2 separate regions of the Sus scrofa genome follow, and region 2 is linked to region 1. The links are chromatin contacts, called in public Hi-C maps. All regions are on one chromosome and are shown on one strand. The core of a region is the stretch at or near the end of the contact, and the rest is flanking DNA. Distances in the headings are between cores, read along the strand shown.

Evidence for each region. A called contact is a pair of places that touch in the nucleus more often than the background predicts.
Region 2: a Hi-C map of alveolar macrophages shows a contact between it and region 1, with 4 times the contacts expected there. The contact joins two enhancer-like sites. A contact is called at or near these places in 14 of 47 Hi-C or Micro-C datasets (alveolar macrophages, brain, embryonic fibroblasts and 9 more) and 1 of 2 datasets of contacts at active chromatin or transcription factors (alveolar macrophages).

The regions. Positions count from the first base shown.
Region 1 is chr16:25,823,887-25,830,333 of Sscrofa11.1, reverse strand. No RefSeq gene overlaps it. Among named protein-coding and RNA genes, the nearest start is that of C7, 20 kb to the left of the region's middle. Within about 2 kb of position 1,938, at least 1 of the 83 cell types and tissues checked has an H3K27ac peak or open chromatin away from gene starts, as enhancers often do. A contact at or near this core is called in alveolar macrophages, where this site is marked.
Region 2 is chr16:26,614,693-26,621,553 of Sscrofa11.1, reverse strand. The region is part of intron 7 of OXCT1 (3-oxoacid CoA-transferase 1); the gene reads left to right. Among named protein-coding and RNA genes, the nearest start is that of OXCT1, 42 kb to the left of the region's middle. Within about 2 kb of position 1,788, at least 12 of the 83 cell types and tissues checked have an H3K27ac peak or open chromatin away from gene starts, as enhancers often do. A contact at or near this core is called in alveolar macrophages, where this site is marked.

The DNA of each region.
Region 1 (6,447 bases), core at 689-3,188:
AGAAAGAAGGGGTGTATCACTCGGATGTTTGTTTTCCAGAACTTGTTGACTGATTTGGTGTGACCAAATTCCATCTCATTCACTCACAGTTAGAACCTGAGGAGCCAGCCTTCATTATCCTAAAAACTCTGCTAGAAAACAACACTGCACTTAGTGAGATCACATCCCCACCCACTTTACAATTAAGCACTTCACAGTGGAGTGATTAGGTGACCTTGCTCCAGCAGAGATATTTAAGTGTACATTTCCGAGGCCCAATGATGCTCTGCGTGTGACATGCATAGACACAACCCCAGATCTGAGGGTTCAGCTCTACAGAGAGTTTCTAACTCTCTCAGGGAAAGATGCACCTAGTGTTTGATATATTATTGATGAATGCCCTAATAAAGTATAATTCAGTATATTGATTAGGCCTATTTCAAGAAGAAAGCTTATTATTCTTTCTAATCTGATGTCCCCACACCTTGTGCTGGAGGAAATTTTTTTCACTCTCATAACAACAAAGCACTCTGCTGAGTGATGTGACATTTTGGTTAAAAAAAAAAAAAAAAGATAAAATTGACCCTCCATTCACCCCAAGTTTCTTCATCAAGAGTATAAAAAATATGCCACCCATAAATAAAACTGAATTTTGAAAGCATTTTATATTCTATATGAGAGAAGTTTTTCAAACCAAATGGGGGGAAATGCCACTGATAATTTAAGCTCCCAGATAATAAAAGGAGTATTGAGCCTCATTCTTCTAGGACAGATTCAATGCCTTAAAGCAGAGTTTCTCATGAATTAATGGCAATGCTAGGTCATTGTAAAGACTTTTCCATGTGTCCCAGCCTCTGTCATCTGCCTCCTCTTTTTCCACTTCTCTTTCAACCAAACAAAATTCCATTTCAATTTTCAGGCATATTTTCCAGATATCCTTAACCCCAATATTTCTTCATGAAGCCTGAAATTACAGCTTTAACAATTTATCCTTTGCTTCAAAACATCCCCCCTCCAGGCTGGGAAACTTAAAATCCTTCATGAAAAGAGACTGACTATGTGAGGGAAAGAGAAAAGAAGGGTAAGGAAAAGATACAAGAAAGAAATTAAGCAGCATATTAGCCTCCCAGTCTGTGGCAGGGCTGAGCCAGTCCCAACACTCCTAAGTCTCAAATCTCCCACTCTGGCCTTGCCTTCCCCTCCTCCAGGCCACCCCATGGTCATGACTAAACAGGTCAGCTGCTATCTTTGTATGGTGACAGATGGTTACTAGACTTACCATGGTGATGATTTTGAAATGTATAGAAGATCAAATCACTACATTGTACACCAGAAATAACATAATGTTGCAGGTCAATTATACTTCAAAAACAAACTAAATCATAGAAAAAGCTCAGATTTATGGTTACATAGTCAGGGGATGAGGGGAAGAGGAATTGGGTGAAGGGGTCAAAAGCTACAAACGTCTAGGAGTTCCATTGTGGCTCAGCAGGTTAAGAACACAACATAGAATCCTTGAGGATGGAGGTTCAATTCCTGGCCTCACTCGGTGGGTTAAGGATCCCGCATTGCTGGATCCAGTGGGTTCAAGCTGTGGCACAGGTTATAGATGCTGCTTAGATCTGGCATTGCAGCAGCTGTGGCGCAGGCCTCAGCTGCAGCTCCAATTTAACCCCTAGCCTGGGACTTTCCATATGCCACAGCTGTGGCCATAAAAAGAAAAAAGCTGCAAACTTCCAGATATAAGATAAATAAATACCAGAGGTGTGATGTACAATATGATTAATATAACTAACGGCTGTATGTTGTATATGAAAGTTGTTAAAAGAGTAAATTCTCCCTCTTGGAATGGCTATCATCAAAAACACAAGAGACAAGTGTCAGTGAGAATGCAGAGAAAAGGGAACCCTGGTGCACTTTGATGGGAGTGCAAATTGGTTTAGTCACTTTGGAAACAGCATGGAGGTTCCTCAAAAGATTAAGAAATAGAACGACCACATGATCCAGCAATTCCACTTCTGCTCTGCCTATGAAACAAAATCACTATATCAAAAAAGTAGCTGTACGCCCATGTTCATTGCAGAATTACTTCAATAGCCCAGACATGAAAACAACTTTTGGCCACCAATGGATGCATAGTGAAGAAAATGTAGTATATATACAAGGGAATATTATTCTGCCACAATAAAGGATTTTCTGCTATTTGCATCATGAACAGACCCTGAGGGAATTGTGCTAAGTGAAATAAGTCAGACAGAGAGAGTTAGAACTGTTTTGCTCTCACTTAAAAGTCAAATCTGAAAAACTCAACTCGCAAATACAGAGAACAAATTGATGGTTCCCAGAGGTGGGAGGTAGGAAGTGTGTGAAATGGGTGAAGGTGATAAAAAAGGTACAAAGTTCCAGTTACAATATAATTCATGGGCATGTAACCTTCTCTATGGTGACTATAGTTAAAAATGCAGCATTATATATTTGAAAGTTGTTAAGAAAGCAAATCTTGGAGTTCCCATTGTGGCGCAGCAGAAACGAATCTGACTAGGAAACATGAGGTTGCAAGTTTGATCCCTGGCCTCGCTCAGTGGGTTAAGGATCTGGCGTTGCCTTGAGCTGTGGTGTATAGACCACAGACATGGCTCAGATCTAATGTTGCTGTGTTTGTGGCGCAGGCTGGCAGCTGTAGCTCCCATTCAACCCCTAGCCTGGGAACCTCCATATGCCATGGATGTGGCCCTAAAAAGACCAAAAAAAAAAAAGAGAGAGAGAGAGTAAATTCTAGCATTGTCATTACAAGAAAAAAAATATGTTTTCTTATTCTTTTATTTTTTATCCATATGAGTGATGGATATTCACTTATTGTGATAATCATTTCATAACATATATAAATCAAATAATCATGTGTACATCTTAAATTATACAGTGCCTTATGTCAATTATATCTTAATAAAACTGGAAGAAAAAAGGATTTAAAAATTAAAAAGTCATTGGAGTTCCCTTAGTGGCTCAGTGGTTAACAAGCCTGACTAGGATCCATGAGGATATGGGTTCAATCCCTGGCTTCGTTCAGTGGGATAAGGATCCGGCATTGCCAGGAGCTGTGGGCAAAGTGGCTCGGATCCTGTGTTGCTATGGCTGTGATGTAGGCCGGCAGCTGCAGCTCTGATTCAACCCCTAGCCTGGGAACTTCCATCTTCTGCATGTATGGCCCTAAAAAGACCAAAAAGAAAAAAGAAAAAGAAAAAAGAAAAGAAAATGAGAGCATGAGTTATGAAAGAAAAACTACCCTACTATCACCTCACACTGGTCAGAATGGCTGGCTATTCTCAGAAAGACAAGAAATAGGAGTTCCCTGGTGGCCTGGTGATTAAGGATCTGGCACTGTTACTGCTGTGCCTTGACACTGTCATTCCAGAGTCATAGAAAATCAACTGACTTCTCACATGCTAAGCACACACCACATAGAAGAGTCACATGATTACTGTGACTAGTCACTATTTTGTTATTAAATAATAAAGGTAAGTAAAAAGACATTGCACTGTAAGTTTGGATTCATGGTATGAATTTCACAGAGCACTTTTTTTTAACAGTTTTTCTTCCTGTTAATTTATATTCTTCTTGAGTAGAAACCACAAAATATAACTTACACTCAAATTATCTTTATTTTATTTATTTTATCATAGGCTATGAAGCTAGATTATATCTTATTGCCTCGTGTTACATTTTTTAAAAGATGAGTGTATCAGTCTTCTAGTGGCAGAAAGCCAAATGTAGCTTTTTCTACATAAATATCTGTTGGTAAAAAAATATGAAAGAGTACTTAATTTGTATTTTCCAGTTCTAGGCCAAAATATTTTTTTAAAGCTCATGACATCAGTTATTGTTATGTATTATTATCTAAATATTTAGACCTATACCATTATTATTATTATTATTATTTTGTCTTTTTAGGGCCGCACCTGTAGCATATGGAGTTTCCCAGGCTAGGAGTCGAATCAGAGCTGTAGCCGCTGGCCTAGGCCACTGCCACAGCAACTAGGGATCTGAGCCACGTCTGTGACCTACACCACAACTCATGGCAATGCCAGATCCTTAACCCACTGAGCGAGGCCAGGAGTTGAACCCATGTCCTCATGGATACTAGTCAGGTGCATTAACCACTGAGCCACTGTGGAAACTCCTATACCGTTATTTTTAAGCACCTTCGTAGAACCACATTGCACATGTGTAGTGGCATCATTTAGTTAAGCATTCTGGGTTTTTTTCTAGTCCTTTATAAACAATGTGAGATTATACATCTTCTGAAAGGTATATACATCTTTGCATACATTAACCAAAATATATGGGAGTTCCCACTGTAGAACAATGGGTTAAAGAATCCAACTGCAGCAGCTCAGGTCTATGTGGAGGCATGGGTTCAATCCCCAGCCCAGCACAGAGCTGTGGCTCTGACTCAGTCTCTGGCCTGGAAATTTCCATATGCTGCAGGTACAGCTATTTAAAAAAAAAAAAAAAAAAAAAAAAAAAGAATGGATGTAGGAGGAATTCTAAAGTAAATTTACTGGATCAAAAGTTAAAGATATTTTATTTTTATTTTTTACATATGCAATCAAATTGCCTTCCCAAATGAACTATGATAATTTATACTCTCACCACCAATGGAAATGCTTTTCTAGCCAACACCTCTATTAACATTAATCTTAAAAACTGTCATTGGAAGAGGTTGGAATTAATGGCCTACTTTGTTGTGCAGCAGAAATTATCACAACGTTGTAAACCAACTATAATTAAATAAAACTTTAAAAAATAAAACTACACCATAGCTTGAGGTAATACCATATCCTTAACCCACTGAGCAGAGCTGGAGATCAAACTCGCACCCTCATGGACACTATGTCAGGTTCTTAACCTGCTGAGTCACAACAGAAACTGTAAATTTTAACAGTTTTATGTTTGCCTTCATCCCCTACAAACACAGTCGATCCTGGAATACATGTATATTTTAGCTTTCATATTGATATGTATTAAGTTGTTAAAGAACTTTCCCAATTAATAAAAGAAATAATTATACAAAGTTTAACAGGTCAACCACAGATTAGAGAGTTGCAGAGACCTGGTTTTAAATGTCTATATTGTCATCGATGTGTTTGCATTCAGAAGATCCAGAAGATGGCAGTATAATAAAAAGCAAAAAAAAAAAAAAAAAAAAAATAAAAAAATAAAAATCCTCCTCTATTAGAGACAGTGACTGAAGTTTTCATGGCTGAAATAATATGGCCTCTTAAATTTGTTCTGGGGGTTGTGCGTTTTTTTTCTTTTCTTCCCTTTTTTTTTTTTTATTTTTATGTTACATATGGAAGTTCCCAGGTTAGGGGTGCAATTGGAGCTGCATTTGCTGGCCTATGCCACAGCCATGGCAACACTGGATCTGAGCTGCATCTGCAACCTACACCACAGTTTGCAGCAATGATGGATTCTTAACCCACTGAGTTAGGCCAGGGCTCAAAACTGCATCCTCACAGAGATTACATTGCATCCTTAATCCAATGAGCCACAATGGGAACCCCTTAAATTTGTTTTCAAATGATATATTTTTTAAAGAAAAACATTGAGGTGGGGAGCTAAATAAAACTAGATTGACAAATTGTTAATAATTTCTGGAATTGGAGTTCCCATCATGGCACAGTGGTTAATGACCCTGACTAGTATCCATGAGGATGCAGGTTCGATCCCTGGCCCCACTCAGTGGGTTAGGGATCTGGTGTTGCTCTGAGCTGTAGGCTGGCAACTGCAACCCTGATTTGACCCCAGGCCTGGGAACTTTCATATGCTGTAGGTGCAGCACTGAAAAAATAATAATTATTATTATTATTATTTCTGGAATTGCTGCGATGAGATTAAGACGGTTCATGATACTATCCTATTTGTGTACATAGGGTTTTTCTCTTAATTGAAGTATAGTTAATTCACAATGTTTTGTTAGTTTCAAGTGTACAGCAAAGTGAGTCATTGTTCATGCATATATGTACATATATTCTTTTTCAGATTCTTTTCCATCATAGGTTATGTGTATATGTTTTAAAATTGTCATGTGTAGAGTTCCCATTATGCTCAGCAGAAAGGAATCTGACTAGTATCCATGAGGACGCAGGTTCGATCCACTGGCCTTGCTCAGTGGGTCACAGATGTGGCTCAGATCCTGCGTTGCTGTGGTTGTGGTGTAGGCTGGCAGCTGTAGCTCCGATTTGACCCCTAGCCTGGGAACCTCCATATGCTTCAGGTGTGGTGCTAAAAAAAGAAAACAATGAAATAAAAAGTTGTTACTTGTATACACACACTCTTCACCATGGCTGAAATGCAGAGAATGAGTTGCAGGGCAGTAGTGGAAGCAGAGGGCAGGTAGAACACTATTGCAGTGGTCCATGTAGGAGGTGATGATGGCTTAGATGGACTAGGGGTAGTGGAGACCTT
Region 2 (6,861 bases), core at 539-3,038, 790 kb before region 1:
TAGTCACTGCTGTCATTTTATGGATTTTATTATTATTATTTTTTATTTTTTTGTCTTTTTAGGGCTGCACTCATGGCATATGGAAGTTCCCAGGCCAGGGGTGGAATTGGAGCTGCAGCTGCCAGCCTACAGCACAGCCACAGCAATGCTGGATCCGAGCTGGATCTGCAACCTACACCACAACTCATGGCCACACCAGATCCTTAAGTCACTGAGAGGGGCCAGGGTTCGAACCTGCATTCTCATGGATACTGGTCAGGTTTGTTACTGCTGATCCACAATGGGAACTCCTGTTATCCTTATATTATATTGAGGACTTTAAAGCACAGAGAACTTAGGTTATATACCTGATGTCATACACGTTGGTGGAGCTAGGATAGAACCGTAGAAAGATGGATTCCAGGATGTCTGCCCTTTTCCAGTATTTTATGAAATACTCTCAAATCATCAAGAATGGATGATGTTTCAAAATCTTGAAAGGTGTTAAATCTCCAGAAGTAGTCAGTTTCAATGTTAAACATTAGACTCAAGCAGATAGGGAGTTTGAGGTCAAAATATTCCTCTAAACCTAGCCTTCCTGGCAAGTTTTTCTACTTGTCTTTTTGCCTCCACTACCATCTGCCTCCAAGACGGCATTGAGAAGAGCATCCTTCTGTAATCAATAGCCCTGTGGATTCATTCAGTCTTCTTTTTAGACTCTGTTCATTCTATTGTGTAGCCTCTGAACTGTGCAGCTTTTCTTAACCCTGAACATGGTGATTGAACATCTATTCTAGCGCTGCAGTATCTTAAGCAGTGGGAGCTATAACGGTGACTACACCCTACATTTCTAACAAAGACTTTTTTTTAGAAGTCTTAGCTCATCTCCTTTCTCTTATAGATGAGGACATGGAGGACTTTTCAGCAATTGGATCTGGGTTAGAACCTATCTTCTAGAGCTCCACTCCACTCCTTGCTGCTGCACCTTTTCAACCTTTCTCTCTGTTTACCTCCTATAACTTGAGTTTTAAGGGGGAAGGGGATAGAACTAAACATATGTAAAATATTAATGATCATTTCCTTAGATGTCTTAAATTTTTTTTTGACTTAGAAGCAGGGTGGCAAAGGGACATACAAGCTGTCTCTTGCTTTTTTTTTTTTTTTTTTTTTTTTTTTGTCTTTTTAGGGCCTCACCTGAGATATATGGAGTTTCCCAGGCTAGGGGTCGAATTGGAGCTGTAGCTGCTGGCCTACACCACAGCCGCAGCAACACCAGATCTGAGCCACATCTGCAACCTATACCACAGCACATGGCCATGCCAGATCCTTATTCCACTGAACAAGGCCAGGAATCAAACCTGTGTCCTCATGGATGCTAGTCAGATTTGCTTCCACTGAGCCACGATGGGAACTCCATCTCTTGCTTTTTCATGATTTCTCCTCTAATTGGCAGGAAGTAAACTGGTGTGTTTGCCTTTAATTGAAGAGACTATCACATTTGCCCTTGACATGAATTATTTCTGGTTTCTCTAAAAGTGGGACATTCTTCCTTTTGGGAAAGGTTTTGCCTTCAGATGTGTTCTAAACAAACTTATGAGTTGTGGAAAACCAAAGAGGTGATTGATTATGCCTGTTTTCCTCTTTAACAAAACTGTTATGAATATTGCATTTGCATTTCTTAAAACCTGCATCCATTTGCATATTTCACTACAAAGTTGTGACATGGTGAATGCTGGCTGTCTCTGTCCCCCTCTCTTAAGGAACTAGGGGTAGTCTCTGGGGAAAATTGTGCAAGTGGGTGCACGTATTGGCACATATGCCAGAAAGACATTTCTCTTTTTAGGCCGGACAGTGTTATTTCTGGACTCCTCTTTGAGTGGGTGAAGTCTTCCCTGACAAACCTTACAAGTTTAACTGCAAAACCAGCCAGGGATCAACTCCTGACATTGCAGTCCATGTGTATACAGAGTAGCAGGACTATGGTGTCTTTTGAGTGGAACACCTTTGGCTTTTGTGGGGTTTTTTTAAACCTTCAACTTTCTGTAAGCCCCTCAGCTAGTCTCCTGGGTGCATATTCCACCAGCCTGGGTTTCTCTGGGAAGTGCCTTGTCTCCTCTCTACATTTTTAAAAAAGCAATTTATAATAGGAAACCCAGGGGGAGGGGCAGGAGCACTTCACTCAGGAGACTGTTGATGCTCTGTCTCCTGCAAGCAGCCTGGCATGCCTGTGCTGTCAGGAAAGGTCATCTGACTCAGCCACCGAAGGCTGGTGAGGCTGCCTGTGACCAAAATAACCCAGCTGGTTTTGTCAGGCATGTGACCTGGGTGGTGTTAGAAGATGGCAAGGTTTACACAAGACCTCTTCAGTTATTTTTGCTCACTTCAGCTTTTCGTTAAAACAAATATATTCATTATCACGACTTCAATTAAGTTATTTTTGTTAAGTTTATATTATGGTTTATATTATTTATATATTTGCTGATGAATAATTTATATTACATGATATTTGATGCATACAAGTATTATATACATGAAACCTGTGTGGGTTATGATACACAATCATAAATGGAACACCTGTGAGCCCACGTAAGGTAAGGATTAGAGGTCTGCTTATTCTCATTTTCATCTGCCTGCCTTTCCTTCAGAAAGAGCCACTATCAGGAATATTGTGGCTATCAATCCTTTTCAAAGTCATAAGGAATATGTCCATAGGGAAAATGATTTTCCAAGGTGACAGCCCAAGATTTTTTGTTTGGAAGAGACAGCATTGGGAACTGTGACTTCTGTGTTCCGTCCTGGGGCCTGGCATATGCCCTATCTCCTTAGGAAGTTAACTAGAGGAAAAGATTAGGGGTACATCTGCCATCCTGCCAAGGAAACATGTATTGTTTCTGATTGGTGGATGAGGAAAGGCGAAGACCACAGATTAAATAATATTAACAAATTTTGTCTTTAATGTTTATTGTGAAGGATAATGGACATAGACATTAGTAAACAGAGGAGTTAATGAGCCCATCTCCCGTGACTATTGTCATGATCACTCCTGCTTCATATCTTCTTGTGTTATTTTGAAACAATATTATACAATATTATAATTGAAACAATGATATCCCTCAGGAGCCTACATTAGGATGCTCAATATAAGACAGTAGGCACAATAAGTGAAATACATAGCATATTGTATATTAATAAATGTTGAGATAAAACACGGAAAAGGATTTGAAATATCAAAAGGAGAAACTGAGAAGTTCCCATTGTGGTGCAGGGGAAATGAATCCGACTAGTATCCCTGAGGATGTGAGTTCGATCCCTGGCCTCATTAAGTGAGTCGGGGATCCAGCACTGCCCAGCGTAAGCTGTGGTGTAGGTCGCAGATGTGGTTTGGATCCCTCCTTGCTGTGGCTGTGGTGTAGGCTGGTGACTACAGCTCCAATTGGATTCCCAGCCTGGGAACTTCCATATGCCTCGGGTGCAGCCCTAAAAAGCAAAAAAAAAAAAAAAAAAAAGGGAGAAACTGAAATTTGTGATGGCGTGGTCAGTAACAAGAGGCCTCACTGAGATGACTTTTGAGTAGAGACCTTGACAAGTAAGGACACTGGCTCTGCAGCTTCCTGAGGGGGACAGGCTGGGTGGAAGGAGGAGCAGGTGGAAGGCCCAGGTGGTGCTTTCCTGGTGGGCTTGAAGGCTGGGGAGGACAAGCTCCCCTTTCTGCAGTGCAAGGCGGTGGGCCAGGGAGTCAGGCGTGAGGGTCAATGTCTTGACAAGTAATGGCAATATCCTCCTCTAAGCCTGTGTGAAGAATGATCTCTACTTTTAATTCACTTTGTAATAGTCCCCAAGGTGATTAGGCCTAAATGTGACTTTAAAACTCCGAGGTGAATGGAGAATGTGATATGGGGATTGGCATCTCCTGGCTTTTGGGGCTCTTTGACTCTGTTTGGAGAACTGTGTTGTAATCTCATGAATTACCTTTGCTGAGGTAATCAAACTGGTAATTAGCTCACTTTACACTGGAAGGTGGGAACACAATGGGTTTTAACCACTCAACTTAATTCAGTGGATCCTGTGAACATTTGTTCTCTATCAAGCAGCACAATTAGTGTACGGTGTTTTCGAGACTGGTTGTCTTCTGTCCTGCTTTAGAAAAAATGAACCTGCCCAAGAGATAAACATAATTCCTTTAATCTTAAATTGCTTTTATTCTTAATCTTAGATTGCTACTGCCCCCCCCCCTTTTGTCTTTTTTGCCTTTTCTGGGGCTGCTCCCGTGGCGTGTGGAGGTTCCCAGGCTCAGGGTCAAATCAGAGCTGTAGCTGCCGTCCTACGCCAGAGCCACAGCAACGCGGAATCCGAGCCCCGAGCCGCGTCTGCAACCTACACCACAGCTCACGGCAACGCCAGATCCTTAACCCACTGAGCAAGGGCAGAGACGGAACCCTCAACCTCATGGTTCCTAGTCGGATTCATTAACCACTGAGCCACAATGGGAACTCCAACTTCCTTTTGATATTATAGAGAAACTCATATTTTCCCAAGAGACAGTAAAAAGAATAAAAAATAGGTATAAAGAGGAAAAACTCTAGTTGTGAAAAACTTCATTAGACCAATTCATTGTCAGGCACACACATCCATACACAGGCAGCTACTGCTCACATAAGCGTGGAATTCATTCACATGTGCAAGTCTCTGATTGACATGTAGAGACATGATATTTATGAGAACTTGGCTGAAATGTCAAATTTGACACTCACTGTGTGAAGCATAATATGGTAAATGCCCTTCAGTGCACTTTAAGTATTTATTGGGTAATGCTCACTGCTTCTCTTAGTTAGCTGGAAGAACAAAGATAGCAAGAACCTGTTTAATCCAATCTTCTTTACTTCACTCACATGGACCAGTTGAGTTGAACATTCAACACAAGTTCTTAAAAAAAAAAAAAGCTGGTAAGATAGCTATTGGATATAATACAAAAAGGCCTCTTCCTACCAAGGCCCCATGAATCCTTGGAACTTGACATCCTGAGGCATAAAGTCACCTTCCCAATTGTTAACTTTTGGGAAGGATGTGCCAAGCTATGGATATTGTTTACAATGATTGATTTTTAAGCCTCTTAAATTATGTAATATCCTTAGTTTACATTTCTTTCTCTTATAATTTTTCAGTATAAGGTCTTATTCATGCTTTTGGATTTAGTTTAAAAAAATTGCTAAACCACTCTGAAAGAGATATCTATAAATTCTTAATGCTATAAATTTAGCCATATATACATTACTTTGACAGATGATAATGTTCTTATATAACTAAACTAAATGAACTGATTGATTCTACTTATTTTAAAGTATTAAGGTATTTAAAGACCATTCATTTCCTTGAATTTTCATAAAATGGAGCATTGATTGAAAATATTTAAATGCTAATGAAGATGTATTTAGTGAAGACATTGTAGTTGAGTATTTTGACAAAGTAATCTTCTCAATAATAGAATCACTATTATGTTATTATTTGCTGTTTCTACCAAGGAAGCAGTAAATAGAAAAAAAAACATGAAGTTGGTGAATGCCTGATATTAACTTTACTGCATTTTGGGGCATACTCTTGTAGATTACTAAATAGAATTCTTAGCCTAATGACCTATTATATCCAAAAAGAATAGCAGAATAGAAATACGGTTTATTGATGATAAAAATATATTAAATCAAGTGCTAATCCTGGCATTTTATTTCTTGTTGCTCGGTAACAATGTAGCAACTATGTAAGAGTTCCATTATCTCAGCTACAATGGACTTCATTGCATTGTGGGTTAGAAATACCAATTACAGCAAGTCATTTGTATGTCATTATCCTTACAAAATTTTGGTGCTATTTTTTATTGTGAGTGTGGAGAGCCTAAAAGAAAGTCATTTTAATAACACATCTCTCCTTTTTTGATGAAATGGTGAATTTTATTCTAGCTATTTTTGGCTTTTTGGCTTTGTGTCTATAAATAATTTTTGAGGCTTCACAAATATGTGTTTTATCAGTCTGCCTTGTATAAACCTGGGCTTTTGAATTTCATTGTAAATATGTACATTCTAAGTGATGCTCTTTATTAGTTCTTAGTGAACATCTTTTATCCCTGACACCTATGGAAGGGAGAAAAAATATCTGGGCAGAATTTTTCTCTCATAAAAATAGGCCATAGTCCTCATCCCTCTCTAATATATAGCATACCTAGTTTTCGAACTTGCTTTAGAGAAAGGAAACCTCTTGAACCAGTATGATTTGTTTTGAGTGAAAGCCTGGTTCATGTTGTATGTACTTACATGTTCTACATACTTTTAGTTAACAATTGTTATTTACAACACAGGTTGATAAACTACAAGCCCTGGCCTGGGGCTTTTGTACTGCCAAGAATTAAGAATTTTTAATATCTTGAAAGGGCTGCTTAAAAAAAAAAAAAAAAAAAAGACAAGAGTTCCTCTCGTGGCTCAGTGGAAATGAATCTAACTAGCATCCATGAGAACACAAGTTCAAGCCCTGGCCTCGCTCAGTGGGTTAAGGATCCGGTGTTGCCGTGAGCTGTGGTATAGAACACAAACGCAATTCAGATCTGGTGTTGCTGTGGCTCTGGCCACAGCTACAGCTCCAATCAGACCCCTAACCTGGTATCCTCCATATGCCTCGGGCAGGGCCCTAAAAAGACAAAAAAAAAAAAAAGGACAATACATGATGGATGAGACAGTATGGAGGCTGTAAAGCCTGAATATATTGTCACTAAGTATTATTTTTTTAAAAGGACCAATGAACTTAAGTAGATCTGAAATAAAATAATGCTAACTGGTTTGAAGAGAATCAGCGAAATATTAAATTGAATAATCTAAATTTCTGTAGAAGTAGTGAAAT